Regions from separate parts of the Mus musculus genome. Here regions 2 and 3 are each linked to region 1. Evidence: chromatin contacts called from public ChIA-PET and HiChIP or PLAC-seq data. All regions are on one chromosome and are shown on one strand. Each heading gives the region's core, a stretch centred on a gene start, on an enhancer-like site or on the middle of the called end of the contact. The rest is flanking DNA. Distances are from core to core; before and after follow the strand shown.

Region 1 (4,649 bases), core at 211-2,710:
CCCTCTTCTGGTGCATCTGAAGTCAGCTACAGTGTGCCTATGTATAATAATAAATAAAAATCTTAAAAAAAGAAAAGAAAATGAGTTTGAGGCCAGCCTGGTCTACAGAGTGAGTTCCAGGACAGCCAGGGCTACACAGAGAAACCCTGTCTCAGGGAAAAAAGAAAAAAAGAAAAAAGAAAAAAAAGAAAATGACTTCAATACTACAACAGCAGCAGTTGCCAGGACTAAAGAAAACAACACACCCTACAACTACTCTCCAAGGAGATGGCGTCGGCAACTACCTTCTGCGTTCCAGATCCTCTTCTACGCAAGAGTAAGAAGACTGTATAAACAAATGTTTAAGCTAAAAATTCTTCCTCCCCAAAATGCTTTGCTCTTAGATTTACTTTTGTATAATGGCCTTAAAGTGGTCTATTAGACAGTTACTAAAAGACATATTGTATTTTCTGTCTGAAAGCCAATAATACTCATGAATTTTTTAGTGAAAGACACTTCAAGATGCCATTGGGAAGACAGTAATAAACACATTAAACAGAAGCGGGTGGTGGCTCTTTAATGTGCACTGCTATAATCAAATGAATGTCTTGACTCATAGTCACTGGTGACACAAATATTACATTGTGACATTTTCATGTCTACATCTTCCTTAAAGTGGGAGAAAGAAATTCCCCCCAAGCCCCAAATGCCTCACTGGCAAAATTCATTGCAGAATATGTAAGTGGTGTGGGGGTGGGGTAGGGTTGGGGTATATCAGTGTGACATCACTGGCTAGAGCCAGTTTCTGTTTTCTGCGTCCTCTCAGGCTAAATTCCTCAGTGCAGGCACTCACGGGGCTCTTTGAATCTAGACAGAAATAGCAAGACAATTTTTAATAAGGCATCAGATGAGAAAACACAGAAAGAGCACCACTCCTTGCACCCCATAAGCCATTTTCTCCGCACTGCAAGTGAGGTGCCTGCTTCCAGCTAACATTTTAAAATCCAATTTGCTTAAGTATAAATGTAAAGAAATCAGCAAACCAAGAGCAGAGGAAGAAGATTTATGTTAGACTTTCATAACTTGTCAAAGGTAAATTCAATGATCTTTCTTTACTGTTACTTATAATTTCTTTCTGAGACTTAACAGCCTTCCCAGTTGATGTGAGAAAATGACTAAGATGTCAAAGGCCTTCAGCCTGAGGCAATCAGCTTTGTTCCTGACCTCCATGGCGCTCTCTCTCACCCTACAGCATCTTCTTTCCTTGGGGCTTTTTGGTTAGCACTCACTCAGGAGGAGGAGGTTGCACACAGACACTTTGCACACCTCACTCTGCCTGATGTCTTGAGATGGACACATATACACCCTGTTGGTTATCTAACTTCTCTAACCTGCTTGCAAAGCAACTTCAGTCTCACAGATACCAAAGGACAGGCTGGACTCAAACTCAGGTGTGACTCAGTAACTGACACTGGCTGAGTGCCTCATACAGTGATATACGTGCCCTTCACCCGTCCTGTGTGAGCTCACCACCACTGCACACAGGAAGAGAACAAGGCACCAAGAGAACAGTTCTGAAACATGAACAAGGCACATAAGACATTTTAGAACTCAAAAGTTAATCCTGCCAGGAATGGCAATGGCACTCACCTTCAAACCCAGCACTCAAATGCAGAGGTAGGAGGGACCCAATTGTCCCTCAATTTTAATTTTAACTGTAATGTGGGCACTAAAGTGATCTGTTCAGGACATAATGATCACTGAAAAGACCAATTTATAAACTTGAATGTGTTATAGAAATTATTTTCTTAATCTAACTTATTAAAGGCTTACTTCATCATTTGATAGAATCTTTCTTTTTTTCATTGTGTAATAAACACACATCCTTCAGAACTATCCAGTGGGTCAATACATAAGACTCCATTACTGTTGTAGACCGCAGAGTTTAAAGAAAGGAAGTTGCTAGGCACTTTCTCAGGCACACCAAGATGTCTCAGTTTCACTCTAAACAGAAAACTTTCCTTGTAAAATCAGAAATAGTAATTGGCTGATTAAGAACACTAAAGTTGTGAAAGATAATTATAGAAAATGATGCCTGTAACTTTAAGCATTTCATCATAAGTACATAAGCATGAATATCCATCTTTACTGCTCTCTCAGCACTTCCTGGTGTAAACCAGACCTGCAGTGAAGGGGCTATGATTTCCCATTTTTATTTATTTAAAAAGACTTAAGGTTTTTTCTTTTTGGGGGACAGGGGTGTACTGCCTCCTGAATACTGAATACTGACTGGCCTTCACCTCAGGTCCCTGCACTTCAGGCTCCATAGCACTGACTGCAGGCATGCATCTTTACACAGCCCTACTAAGCCCTTAAGAGTGCTTCTTCACTGTTTACCTAAAAGAACATCACTCCCCCAGCTACTATAGATGTCTTACATGTCCCCGTTTAACAGGAAATTGTCCACATGACGTATCTTATTATTTCTAACAAATACATGTTTTCAAATTCAAATTTCAAGATCAATATGCAATTATAGTAACAAGTACAACTGGAATAAACTGGTTGGAAAACAAGAATCTGGCTTTACAAGAATCTGGCTTTTTGGTTGGTCTAAGACACCATCACTGGGTTCAGAAGAGTGAGGTGTCCTGAAGTAGCCACCAACTCAGAGGTGGCTGGGATTCACAGCAGGGACTACAGATGGAGGTAGGGGTACCTGCTCTGTTAGTACAACATAGGTCAATACATTAGAGTTTACACAGGGGTGCTCTATAACATCACTGAAATGACTGTATTCTAGGTATGAGAGAAAGGATAAGAGATCAAGGTGAGGAGGGAGGAGGGAGCAGAAAGCAGAGATGGGGTGTGAGTAGATGGGGGGGATTCAGCCTGTCCTAATGGAGAACATGCCACAGGCACCCGTTCTAGCACACCAGTAAACTGTTAAATCTTGCACAATGCTGTGGGTTAGAGCACACACACACACACACACACACACACACACACACACACACACAAAACTGCATATGCTCACCACTAACCTTGAAAACTTTCATGCTAAGCAATTAAAATGCATATGCACACGTCTAATTTTACATTTGTTCCTTTTTCTTAATATTAAGAAAATTAGTAAAATTAAGAATATTAAGCCACAGGCTGGAGAGATTGCACAGAAGTTAAGAGCACTGACTGCTCTTCCAGAGGTCATGAGATCAGTTCCCAGCAACCACATGGTGGCTCACAACCATCTGTAATGAGATCTGATACCCTCCCTTCTGGTGTGCCTGAAGACAGCTACAGTGTACTCATTAAATAAATAAATCTTAAAAAAAAAAGAATATTAGGCCACTAAGTTTTATCTGTATGAGCATTTTAAAAATGTTTAAATTTGTTTTCTTTGGTTTTGAGACAGAATTTCTCTGTGTAGCCCTGGCTGTTGTGGAACTCACTCTGTAGACCAGGCTGGCCTCAAACACAGAGATCTGCCTGGCTCTGCTTCTTGAATGCTTCAATTAAAGGCATGTGCCACCACGGCACCACCATGCAAATAAAGAATAACTTTTAATGGCTCTATAATTTCTCATACGAGTAAACCATAAATATTTAACCAGTTCCTATTTTCCAGTTTCTTTGTTTCGAGTTAACAGCATAGTGAATTCCTTCTATGTAACTCAATCCACTTCTGCCTGTCTCCTTTAAACCTGTGAGGACTAGAGCACACAGACTGTGCATGCTATACATATATGTGTGGCCCTGCCAGACTGTCTTCCAAGCCAGCTGCATCCCCTGACAGCAAGCACTCTTGCAGGACCTCCTGCCTCACAGCCAACACTGAGAGCAACACTGAGCTCTAGAAAGGCTTTGCTCATTTGAAAATTAAAGCACAGTTCAGCTTTACAGTTTAGACTGGTCAGCAGAAACCAGGTGTCTCTGCATTCCCTACAAGATTTCTGGCCGCACTGTAGGAATACTGTAGATGCAGAAGTATGCTTCACATCCATGTGCTATTGTAGAGATGAGAGCAAAATGGGAGTCTGGAGTTGGAGAGCCGGTCCCAATAAGCAGCACTTGTTGCTCCTGTAGAGGACCCAGGCTGGGTTCTCAGCACCCACAAAGTGACTGAGAGAATCTTAATCCAGCTACAGAGGACCTGAAGTCCTCTTCTGGCCCTCAACACCAGGCATGTGCATGCTATACACATGTACAGTGAACACATAAAAAATAAAAACAGGTGGATTCCTAGAGGTCCTCAAACTTGGACAGCAAAGGAATCAGCAGAGGAGTCTGCAGACAGCACTGCCTTTTCTGGCTCCACTCCAGACTGTGGGTGATGACCTGGGATCACAAAGACCTAACAATGTCTACAACTACTGGGCAAGAAGACGACAGGAGCGAAGCCAGTGTGATAATATGCTGTGTCAATCAACTACTGGTTCTTTTTGGCTCTCTGACAGGCTACCTCTTCCTTGTAGTGCAGTCCTCTAGAAGTTGCTGGATTCTCACATACAGAGAGTATGCAGAAGAGCTGGAAGCCACTATCCAACTAGAGGTGCACTGCTTAAAAACCCAGCTCCTGTGGAACATGCTCTCCACCCACAACCATAATTAGGTTTTTTTGTTTGTTTTGTTTTGTTTTTTTGTCAACTTAAGTTAGAGCTATCAGAGGA
Region 2 (4,958 bases), core at 795-3,294, 280 kb after region 1:
TATCCAGTCATTCCCGCCGGTCTCTAAGGTCAATTTAGTCAAGGTCTCTTTTAGAGTTTTATTTATCTTTTCTACCTATCCTGAACTCTGGGGTCTATAAACACAATGTAAAATTCAATTAATCCCCAATTGGATGTCCAGTCCCTGACTTACCTGGGTAACAAAGGCGGGTCTGTTGTCAGACCCTATTACCTTAGGTATTCCGTGGAAAAATTTCTTCTAGGATCTTTTTAACCACAACATTGGCAGTTTCTTTTTTCGTTGGGTAGGTATCTACCTATCTTGAAAAGGTATCTATCAAAACTGCTATCAGTATAGACGTTGATGGGCTGCCCCTCAATCATCCGAAGGGCCTTCCCAGTTTCTTTAGCAAGGATGTCCGCGCAGCAGTAAATGGGCAAGGAGTCATCCATTTCAGGCAGGATTGAGGATAGCAAGAGGAGCAAACATGACCCGTTCAGTCAGCAACAAACTCTGGTAGTGGGTCATCCAGGCGTTTGTCATCTATTGGTCTGGGGGCTGGTGGATAATGCTTTCAAGAGAGTGGGGAGCTACCACAGTTATTTGCTGTCCCAAAGTTAATTTGTCAGCATCTTTAATGAGTAAGGCTACTGCAGCAACAGTCTTTAAACATGTGGGCCATCTGCTGGCCACTGGGTCCAGCTTCTTAGACAAATATATTACGGGCCTCTTCCATGGCCCTAGAACCTGAGTAAGAACTCTGGCCACCCCTGCCCTCTCATCAACATAGAGGATGAAGGGTTTGGTTAGATCTGGCGATGCCAAGGCTGGCACAGTCAGCAGGGCCTCCTTAATATTTGCAAAGGCTTTCTGATGTTCTGATGTTCATCTGAATTCTCTTCTTTCTTTGGTCTGGGGGTACAAGGGGGCAGCCAGTGTTGTAAACCCAGGTATCCAAAGTCTGCAGAACCCAGCAGAGCCCAAGAATTTTCTCACCTGAATTTTCTCGATTCTTGGAGTAGCTGGTGCTGGTATTAGAATCACAGTCCTTTTTCTTTGCAATAGGCACATTGGTCCTTTTCGAAAGTCTTCTGAACAGGTTTTCTTTTTCCATGTCTAGGTTCCCTGTTGCCCAGGTACCCTGTCTGTCTATTCTCTGGCCTCTTCTTTCTTTTATGTTCTCCTACTACTGCGGCCAAAATCCTGCTTAAATTCCTCTCCTGTCTTCTATCCCTCTTATTCTCTCTCTCTCTTCTTCTTCACGCTTTTCCCTCTCTTTCTTCTCTTCCTCTGTCTCTCTCTTGTGATACACCTTTTCTGCCTCCTTGACTAAATCTTGTAAAGCCATGGCATGTAATTCTTCTAGTCTTTGTAACTTTCTCTTAATATCTGATGCTGATTGCCCTATAAAAGCCATAGCAACTGCAGCTTGTTGACCCTCAGAGGTTGGGTCAAAAAGAGTATAGCATCTATAAGCTTTCATCAATCTTTTCAGAAAAACAGACAGGGGCTTGGTAGGGCCCTGCATCACCTCTCTTACCTTAGCCAAATTGGTGGGGTGTCTTGTCACTCCCTTTAGACTAGAGCCTGGCGGTAAACTGCCAACCTCTCCTTACTTTGAGCCATGTTGTAGTTCCAATCTGGCCGGTCTAGAGGGAACCCAGTGTTAATCTCATTAGGTAGGTTGGTTGGGACTCGATTCACTCTGGGAACATTTTTTTGAGCCTCCAGGAGAATGCGCTCTTTTTCTTCAGCGGTAAACAGAACCTGGAGGAGCTGCTGACAATCATCTCAAGTTGGTTGATGAGAAAACATAAGAGACTTTACCAGCCCCCTCAGGCTGGCCAGATTCTCGGAAAGGAGGCATGGTTATCTTTCTAATTATACAGATCTGCAGAGATTTCATGTCCGCAGGCAGGTCACCCACAGCTTGCAAAGGAAAAGCAGAAGTGGTGTCAAGAGCGCATGTGCTGGGGGACTCTGGGCTCATCGACTCCGGGTCCTGGCTGCCAGTGGGAGTAGAAGATAGGGTGGAGGGGGAGGAGATTGTGGCTACTCAGGAGGCTCCTCTTGAGGGGAGCTGTGGGTTGAAGGGGAAGCTCGGTTTTGGGCAGAACCTTTGGTTTCACTTTTGTTCGGGCTCAGGGCTGCTCACTTGCTCGCCCGGGGAGCGGCCTTCTCACCACTGGGCCAGAAAGCGTGCTGGTCCAGGCAGGGTCCACACTGCCGCTGCTGCTGTGCTCACTGCTTCTTAGGGCAGAAAGTGAGGGTGCTGTGTTGACCCACCTGCGCGCACAGGAGCAGCAGGGGGCGGGGGGGAGAAGGGCTCCGAGATGCATGAGGGGGGGCAGTAAATTCTGGATAAGGTAAGGCTGTTGATCCGAGTAGGACCCAGGTCCGCTCTGAAAAACAATGGCTTTAACTTCAAAGATAAGAGTCAAATCAAAAGTCCCCTCCAGTGGCCATTTTATGCCACTCGGAGGCCCAAAAAGTCTGCCAAGATCCGTTCTTAATTTCTACTGATCTATTATGGGCCCTTGATCTAACTTCAGTCCAGTGGTCTAAAGTCAAACTTAGGGTGGGTCGTTACAGTCTGTCCTATCATCCAATATCACAGAAAACATGAAACAGACACAAAAAACACACACACACTGACAAATGCCTGAAAACAGACAAAAAACAAACACACACTGACAAATGCCCATCTTCTAACGGACAGACAAAACCAACTCAGAAATGCAAAAGGTTGGGAAAATGCGTAAATCCTCCAATCTAGAAAGACTACTGACTCTTCACTCCCTGCCCCAGACGAAGTCCTTCCCCTCCCTCGGGGCAACCCCCAGAGCAGCACAGCCAGTGATTCTAGCACGTCTGCTGTTCACACTCCGTGCCTCACCCTGAGGCGCTGGTCTCTGGTCTCCATTTCTCACAAAATGTTGCGGCTGCAAATTTCAGCACTGAACCTTGCCAGCTCACAGAAATATTTTTAGACAAAAAAAAAATCTCATCTCCAAGTGGGTCTTCGGAGACGTGGGTGGTCGCGCCAATCCCGGATGAGCCCCCAATGAAAGACCTCCGAAGGGAGACCCTCACTCAAGTCTCAGGATAATAGCGAACCCCCCAAGAACTCACAAGAGACCAAACTTGATGCAAACTACATGAGGCTTTATTCTGGGAAAGCCAGAGCTCTGGGATGACTCGTATCCCACACAGGGGTAGAGGAGTTGACCCAGAGGAGAAAGGGGTCCCAGTTTTTATAGGCCCTCAGGGGGGTGGGAAAGGAGAAGGGAGAGTAGAGGATTTCCAAATCTAAACAATGTAAAATGATTGATTTCACAAGAAATGGGTATGGGTGGGAAATGAGGAAGGATTCTAATGCAGGTGCAGTAACTCCAGATTGGCCCCAGCTGTGGTTGCTGGGGAGATTTTCCAACTCTATCCCAGCAACCAATATCACAAACACCTGGCAGTGAGGTGCAGCAGTGGGCACACACCTGGGTTCAAGGAACATTCAGAACATTGGCAGACACACGGGTTCGAGGAGTGGCCAGAGCATTGTGCACCTCTATTTTTCTAAATCAGTGAAGCTACTTCTACTAACAATGAAATCTATTTTGCCAATTTCAGGGTTTCTGTGACCTTTTACATTCTGTCAGGATCTTTCAGCATAACCAATTCCTTGAAGGTGAGTAAGCGTATCAGACAAAGGCCAAGGTGAAGGCCAATCTTGTCCTCTAATAATTGTACATCAGCTCCAGTATCTACTAATCCTTCAAAGCCTTTTCCTTCAATTGTCAATTTAAGGTTAGGTCTCTGATTAGTAATAGATTGAACCCAATACACACCAGAGGAACCAAAGCCACCTTGTTCTCTCTCATTCTTAACAAATCCGGATGGTGGTGGATGCAAAGGAACTAAGACAAGTTGAGCAATTCTTTGATTATCAGGTACAGTTATAACACCATCAGTAGAAGCAGCCATGATTTTAATTTCTCCCTCATAATCATTATCTATACCCCTGAATAAAACTACAGACCTCTTACAGTAGAACTGCTTCCTCCTAAAAGAAATCCACAAATTTCTGCAGGTAGAGGTCCAAAAACTCCTGTAGGAGGGCTGGTGAGATGGCTCAGTGGGTTAGAGCACCCGACTGCTCTTCCGAAGGTCCAGAGTTCAAATCCCAGCAACCACATGGTGGATCCCAACCATCCGTAACAAGATCTGACCCCCTCTTCTGAGTGTCTGAAGACAGCTACAATGTACTTACATATAATAAATAAATAAATAAATCTTTAAAAAAAAAAAAAAAAAACTCCTGTAGGCAGTGTTTGAACTCCCATTTCTGGGCTTAATACTGTGTGGGTGGTGGAACAGAAGTCCAATCCTGCACTTCCTGGGGTTGCCCTGACATGTTCAAAAGCAGATTTCTTTGGCTGGGCAGCAGCTTCATGGCCCCATAAGCTGCTTGCTGTGGGTATTTCGGGGCCTGGGATGGCCCCTCCTCTTGTTTCCCGGCAATGGACGGCCCGGAATGTCTGACTTGGATTTATACACCCTAGCCCAATGGTTGTCCTTCCTGCATCGAGGACAAACTCCTGAAGCACGGCCTGCTTGTCCTCTCTCGGCTCGTCTATTCTTAGGACAGTCATTTTTAAAATGACCCAAACTTCCACACTTAAAACATGCATTATTCCCTCGTTTCTGTGAAAGCATTGCTTGTATGGTGGTTCATTGCAAGGCAGCGGCAAAAGCCAAACCCTGATTATATGACGGCCCAATCTCTGCACAAAGATGGATATATCCCTCTAAATCTGTCTGTCCTTTATGCGGCCAAATAGTGGCGCGACACTCTGCATTAGATTCTCATAAGCCAATTGCATAATGAAAGGACTTCCCGTGTCAGAATCTCCAAGAATTCTACTAGCTGCTATTAATAGCCTATCCACAAAGTTCTGGTAAAGCTCATCAGGACCCTGCTGAATGCTGGCTAAATTTCC
Region 3 (4,830 bases), core at 157-2,656, 330 kb after region 1:
CATTTCTGGGTCTTCAATTCTATTCCATTGGTCTACTTGTCTGTCTCTATACCAGTACCATGCAGTTTTTACCACAATTGCTCTGTAGTAAAGCTTTAGGTCAGGCATGGTGATTCCACCAGAGGTTCTTTTATCCTTGAGAAGAGTTTTTGCTATCCTAGGTTTTTTGTTATTCCAGATGAATTTGCAAATTGCTCCTTCTAATTCGTTGAAGAATTGAGTTGGAATTTTGATGGGGATTGCATTGAATCTGTAGATTGCTTTTGGCAAGATAGCCATTTTTACAATGTTGATCCTGCCAATCCATGAGCATGGGAGATCTTTCCATCGTCTGAGATCTTCTTTAATTTCTTTCTTCAGAGACTTGAAGTTTTTATCATACAGATCTTTCACTTCCTTAGTTAGAGTCACGCCAAGGTATTTTATATGATTTGTGACTATTGTGAAGGGTGTTGTTTCCCTAATTTCTTTCTCAGCCTGTTTATCCTTTGTGTAGAGAAAGGCCATTGACTTGTTTGAGTTAATTTTATATCCAGCTACTTCACTGAAGCTGTTTATCAGGTTTAGGAGTTCTCTGGTGGAATTTTTAGGTGACCGGGGTTTCTTGATACCATTCCTGTACCATTTGCAGGACTGGTTGTGTGTGATGTGGTTCTTGGACTTGGCCGTGTCAGCACAGTAACTGAAGCTCCCGAAGCACCTGGGACCAGAAGAGAAAAAGCCTGTCTGTCTCTCTTACTCCTCTGTGGCTCCCAGTAAGATTCTAGGACCCAGCTGCTTTGGTCTTCTCAAGTCTCCATAAAATGGACTCTTGTGACAGTGGTGGCCTCTGGTTCCTTCCACAGGCTGTGCTCCTTCCTCTGGCTGTCTCCTTGGGCCTGGTCACATAAACTCCTTTTCCTTCAGAGTCTCTTGGGGCAGAGGTCCTTGTTCCTTGCATGTTGTAGCCCATTTTGACTGCTATAGGAAAGAACTCTTCTATTTTCCAATTTAGCTTTGCTGGATTCTTTTGTTAGGAGACTCAAAAGGGGGCTATGAAAGAATACAGACTCTCAGTTGTGATCTCTGAGCTCCACTTAGAGAAATCTAATTATACAAGGCTTTCTCAAGTGGCCCTGTAGCCTAGATTTTACCTCAGCATAGTTGCATATTGAAACCTGTGTACTCGGTGTCTGGGCACCTAGACTAACATTAATTTTTCCCCATGTTCTTTCATTTCTAGAATTTTAAGTCAAATTTATAGAGCCTTAAACAAAACCGTACTCAGCAAGGAAAATGAGCTTTGAAAGTGTAAAAAAAGGAAAAAAAAGAATCCATTGTTTGATTATATATTAGTTAGTTACGTGTCTCACTGTTTCAGTGAAATACTTGTCAAAGGAAACATTAGGAAGGAAGTGGATTCACAGCTGTGGGGTGTAACCCACAGTGGTGGAGAGAAGGTGTGGCCATAGGAGCTTGAGGCTGCAGGTCCCGTTGTATCCGTAGTCAAAAAACAGAGACATGAAAAAGATTCCGCTGTTCAGTTTCTGTTTTGTATTCAATTAGAGATCCCAGCCCATAGAACTAGTCCTGTGGTGTCCAGACTCACTTATGAGAACATACCTGGGTGCTTTACAATTAGGCTTTGGGGCCTTGCCTGGGAGAGTCCAAAGATCTTTCTTTACTGCCTGAGTCCTCACAGGAGAGACTTGCTGAGGGGTGGGCATGTTACGGGGTAGTGGGAGTGGGCATAGATTCCTTTACCAGGCTCAGCACTGCCTGGGCCTGCCGGCTAAGCTTCCTGCTGGACACCACCAAAGGTGGGAGGCTATGAATGTGTGGAGTTAGGAAGCCAGGCACCAGCTCTGTCTTGCCAATCCCTGCCAGCCTCCCTTGGTTTACTACATTTTCTGTTCCAAGTGGTTGTTCTAACTAATGCTTCCTTCCTCTGCATCTACCCGGCACCCTCACCCTGGGCTTCTTGGTTCACTCCTTTCTTAGAGGGCACCCCTCCCTCCCACCAGTCTTCTCTAGTATTTCCTTCTTCCCCTTCCCCACCCACTGTGAGCTGCCACCTCCCTATAGCATATAATTTGTGAAGTAGAACCTTGGGGAGGGCAGCAGTGTTACCAAATATGCCCTTCTTGAAAAGCCTGGCTTTTACCCCTTGCAAATCACCCAGCACTGCTGAGATTCCACATTTATAGAAGGTGGCTGGAAATGGTCCCTACATACTTCTAGGGTGCCAGTGAAACGTGTCAGGGAGGGGCATGATTGAGCACTTGAAAGATGGAGGCTCAGCACCTCTCAATAAATGTTAGTAATTTTTGTTTCACTTCACCCTGTTTAAGGATTTGCTGCTTTTGTGCTGTTATAACAGAATGTAATGTTGGGTAATTCATAATAAGCAGGAAGTTATTGTGTCCAGGGTCAAGAAGCCTTTAAGTGCAAGATCGAGCCCCCACCCCCCTGCCTAGTAAAAGCTTACCTGCTGTATCATCACAGGGCAGAGGTGGGCAAAGCTGGCAGTGGAGGACATGGAACACGTGGGTTTCCAGCAACACCAACGTCCATGAGGGTGCCCAACTCAGGAGACAAGCATCCAAACATCTTTATAAGCTGTCACGAAAAAACTTGCCATTGCTTAAAGGGAGTGTGTTTTAGAATCAACAACACACAGTATTCTTAATGTTGGATGAGTGTAGTTTCTACCCCACCTCCAAATTCATGCAGAGCCCAACCCCCCTGCCCCCCATCTCCACCTCATGATGGTGTTATGAGGTGGAGGATTTACAGATAACTTAGTCCCATGGATTCTGTGAATGGATTAGTCTCTGTGAAGAGGCCTAAGGAAGCTGCTTGCTCCTTTCACCAGGTTAACACCAGATCTGCCAGTGCCTTGATCCTGGGTTTCCCCACCTCCAAGGTGACAGAAGTAATTTCTTTTGCTTATAAGACGCCCAGTGTATGGCAGTTTGCGCTGTGAAGGGTATTTTAGGAATTCTCAGAATGGAGGCTGGCTTCCCTTACCAATGCCAGGAAAAATTGGAGACAGCCTGTCTGGATAAGAACTGACACTTGCTGAGCCACAAGGGAACAGGGGCATAGCAGGTTCGAACCCATTACAACTAAGTTTTTCTGAAGTGAGACTTAATATAAAATGTCCTATCCAGGTATCTGTCATCTGAGCCCTTGGGTTGCTGAGGCAAATGTATTGTAGTGTTAGAAGCTAGCATGGATCATATAGCAAGAGCCTTTCCTAAAAATATAAAAATAATTGCAAATGCAAACGCGAACTTGTTTTCTACACAACTGGAAACATTAAGGAGAAACTCGTCTCCATTGCTCTGAAATGCAAGGTCTGCTCCACCCTGGCCCCCACGCTGGCCACAGTGTCTGTCACTAGTGTGCAGACATTGGGCAGAATGCTGGACTTCTAGCTGGCCTCAAGTGTGAAGCAAGCAGGATTTCAGATGAAGCACAGATCCTGCATAAGAAACAGCCGAAGGAATCAATCTAAAACACCACAGGCTGCAAGCGGAGAATTCACGGCACCAGGAAAATACAGGAAGAAATGTCAAGGACGGCTGGGTTAATGAGTACAGCCAGTCCAGCTGCTCTCTCTCACCTCTGGAGGCTGGAGCGCTGACGTGGATGGAGCTGAGTGGAAAATGAGGGTGGTGAGTGCAGCACTCTCTTGTGAGCACTCACTCTACAGTGATACATAATGGAGCATGATTGGTGTGGCTGGCTAAACAAGAGCTGCAGGACAGACCGTAATTAGAACATAGTGCTCATCGGAACAGCCAAACACGAACAGTGATTACTTAAACCGAAGCTGCACTCCACATGATGGCTTTTAAAGTTCTTTATTCTTAAAAAGAGGGAGGAGGGGAAAAAAAAAAAAAAAACCAATACACGCCATGCAAAATTCAGATCCTGTGCAGTAGGGAAGGCGGGGGTTCTGTAGGATGGTCAGCAGAGACGTCTGTAAGTGTCCTCTCCAGGAAGCTGTGCTTTGGTTAAACGGCGGTCTCTTTCTCACATTCCTTTTGTACCAGCATTTCTGTGTGGAGACTGAGTTGAGCCACCATACTGTTATCAACAAAGAAAATCCTTCCGGGTTTGAATTGGGCTTTCTGTACACTGAGGACGACAGATGATGATAGTTCTGAAAGGTTTCTCTTTGAAGATGAAGTTCAATCCAGCTATACATATTATGATTTTTTTCAAAGCTTCATATAAAAAAAAAATAAATCACCCATCACTCCAATATATTCCTAGTAGTCTTCCAGCCCCTAAAGCCAGAGGACTAAATCCATTCTGATATTTAGAATATACAGTTTAGGCACTCTGGCTTCTGGTCTGTTACAAACAACTATTATTACTTTGATTTTGAATCATTAGCATGTTATTTGCCCCTGAGCTCGTTAGTGACCGATATCTGGCCTACTTGCTGAAATGTGATTTCCAGAACATTTTACAAGATCAGCTCAAACTTCGTGAATCATCATGCCATGTCCTGCTCACATGGACTTTAATTCTAAGAGGATAGTGACTCCACACAGCAGAAAACGCAGGGCATTTTATTAACTGACCAACGGGAGAGTGGCTTCATAAACTATATCCCATTTTAACAGCATCTTTAGAAGCTACAAATGGGATCGGCTTTTATGATTATGTCACATACTTGTACGACTCCAGACAGAGATTGTTGTTTATGGACATCTGTCTTGTTAAATATGGCTGTAGTGTTCCAATGGTTTGGGTAACCATAGGCTGGGCTGCTGGCTCCTCTACTAGCTCAACGCTCAAGAGCAGTCACCATGGAACCTTGGTGTTGCACTGCAT

The links. ChIA-PET counts read pairs in DNA pulled down with a chosen protein or histone mark. HiChIP or PLAC-seq counts read pairs in DNA pulled down with a chosen protein or histone mark.
Region 2: an H3K4me3 HiChIP or PLAC-seq map of bone marrow-derived macrophages shows a contact between it and region 1, with 5 times the contacts expected there. The contact joins two enhancer-like sites. A contact is called at or near these places in 1 of 15 datasets of contacts at CTCF or cohesin (large pre-B cells), 6 of 484 Hi-C or Micro-C datasets (the G1E-ER4 cell line, the HPC-7 cell line, Th1 cells and 2 more) and 3 of 115 datasets of contacts at active chromatin or transcription factors (bone marrow-derived macrophages, embryonic stem cells and memory CD8 T cells).
Region 3: a contact with region 1 is called in an RNA polymerase II ChIA-PET map of memory CD8 T cells, with 17 read pairs. The contact joins two enhancer-like sites. A contact is called at or near these places in 1 of 484 Hi-C or Micro-C datasets (embryonic stem cells) and 1 of 115 datasets of contacts at active chromatin or transcription factors (memory CD8 T cells).

Annotation. Positions count from the first base shown.
Region 1 is chr1:13,230,196-13,234,844 of GRCm38.p6, forward strand. All of the region lies in intron 2 of Ncoa2 (nuclear receptor coactivator 2), which reads right to left. Among named protein-coding and RNA genes, the nearest start is that of Gm23169, 100 kb to the right of the region's middle. Within about 2 kb of position 1,461, at least 21 of the 459 cell types and tissues checked have an H3K27ac peak or open chromatin away from gene starts, as enhancers often do. A contact at or near this core is called in bone marrow-derived macrophages and memory CD8 T cells, where this site is marked.
Region 2 is chr1:13,511,972-13,516,929 of GRCm38.p6, forward strand. No RefSeq gene overlaps it. Among named protein-coding and RNA genes, the nearest start is that of Tram1, 75 kb to the right of the region's middle. Within about 2 kb of position 2,045, at least 89 of the 459 cell types and tissues checked have an H3K27ac peak or open chromatin away from gene starts, as enhancers often do. A contact at or near this core is called in bone marrow-derived macrophages and memory CD8 T cells, where this site is marked.
Region 3 is chr1:13,558,100-13,562,929 of GRCm38.p6, forward strand. No RefSeq gene overlaps it. Among named protein-coding and RNA genes, the nearest start is that of Tram1, 29 kb to the right of the region's middle. Within about 2 kb of position 1,407, at least 59 of the 459 cell types and tissues checked have an H3K27ac peak or open chromatin away from gene starts, as enhancers often do. A contact at or near this core is called in memory CD8 T cells, where this site is marked.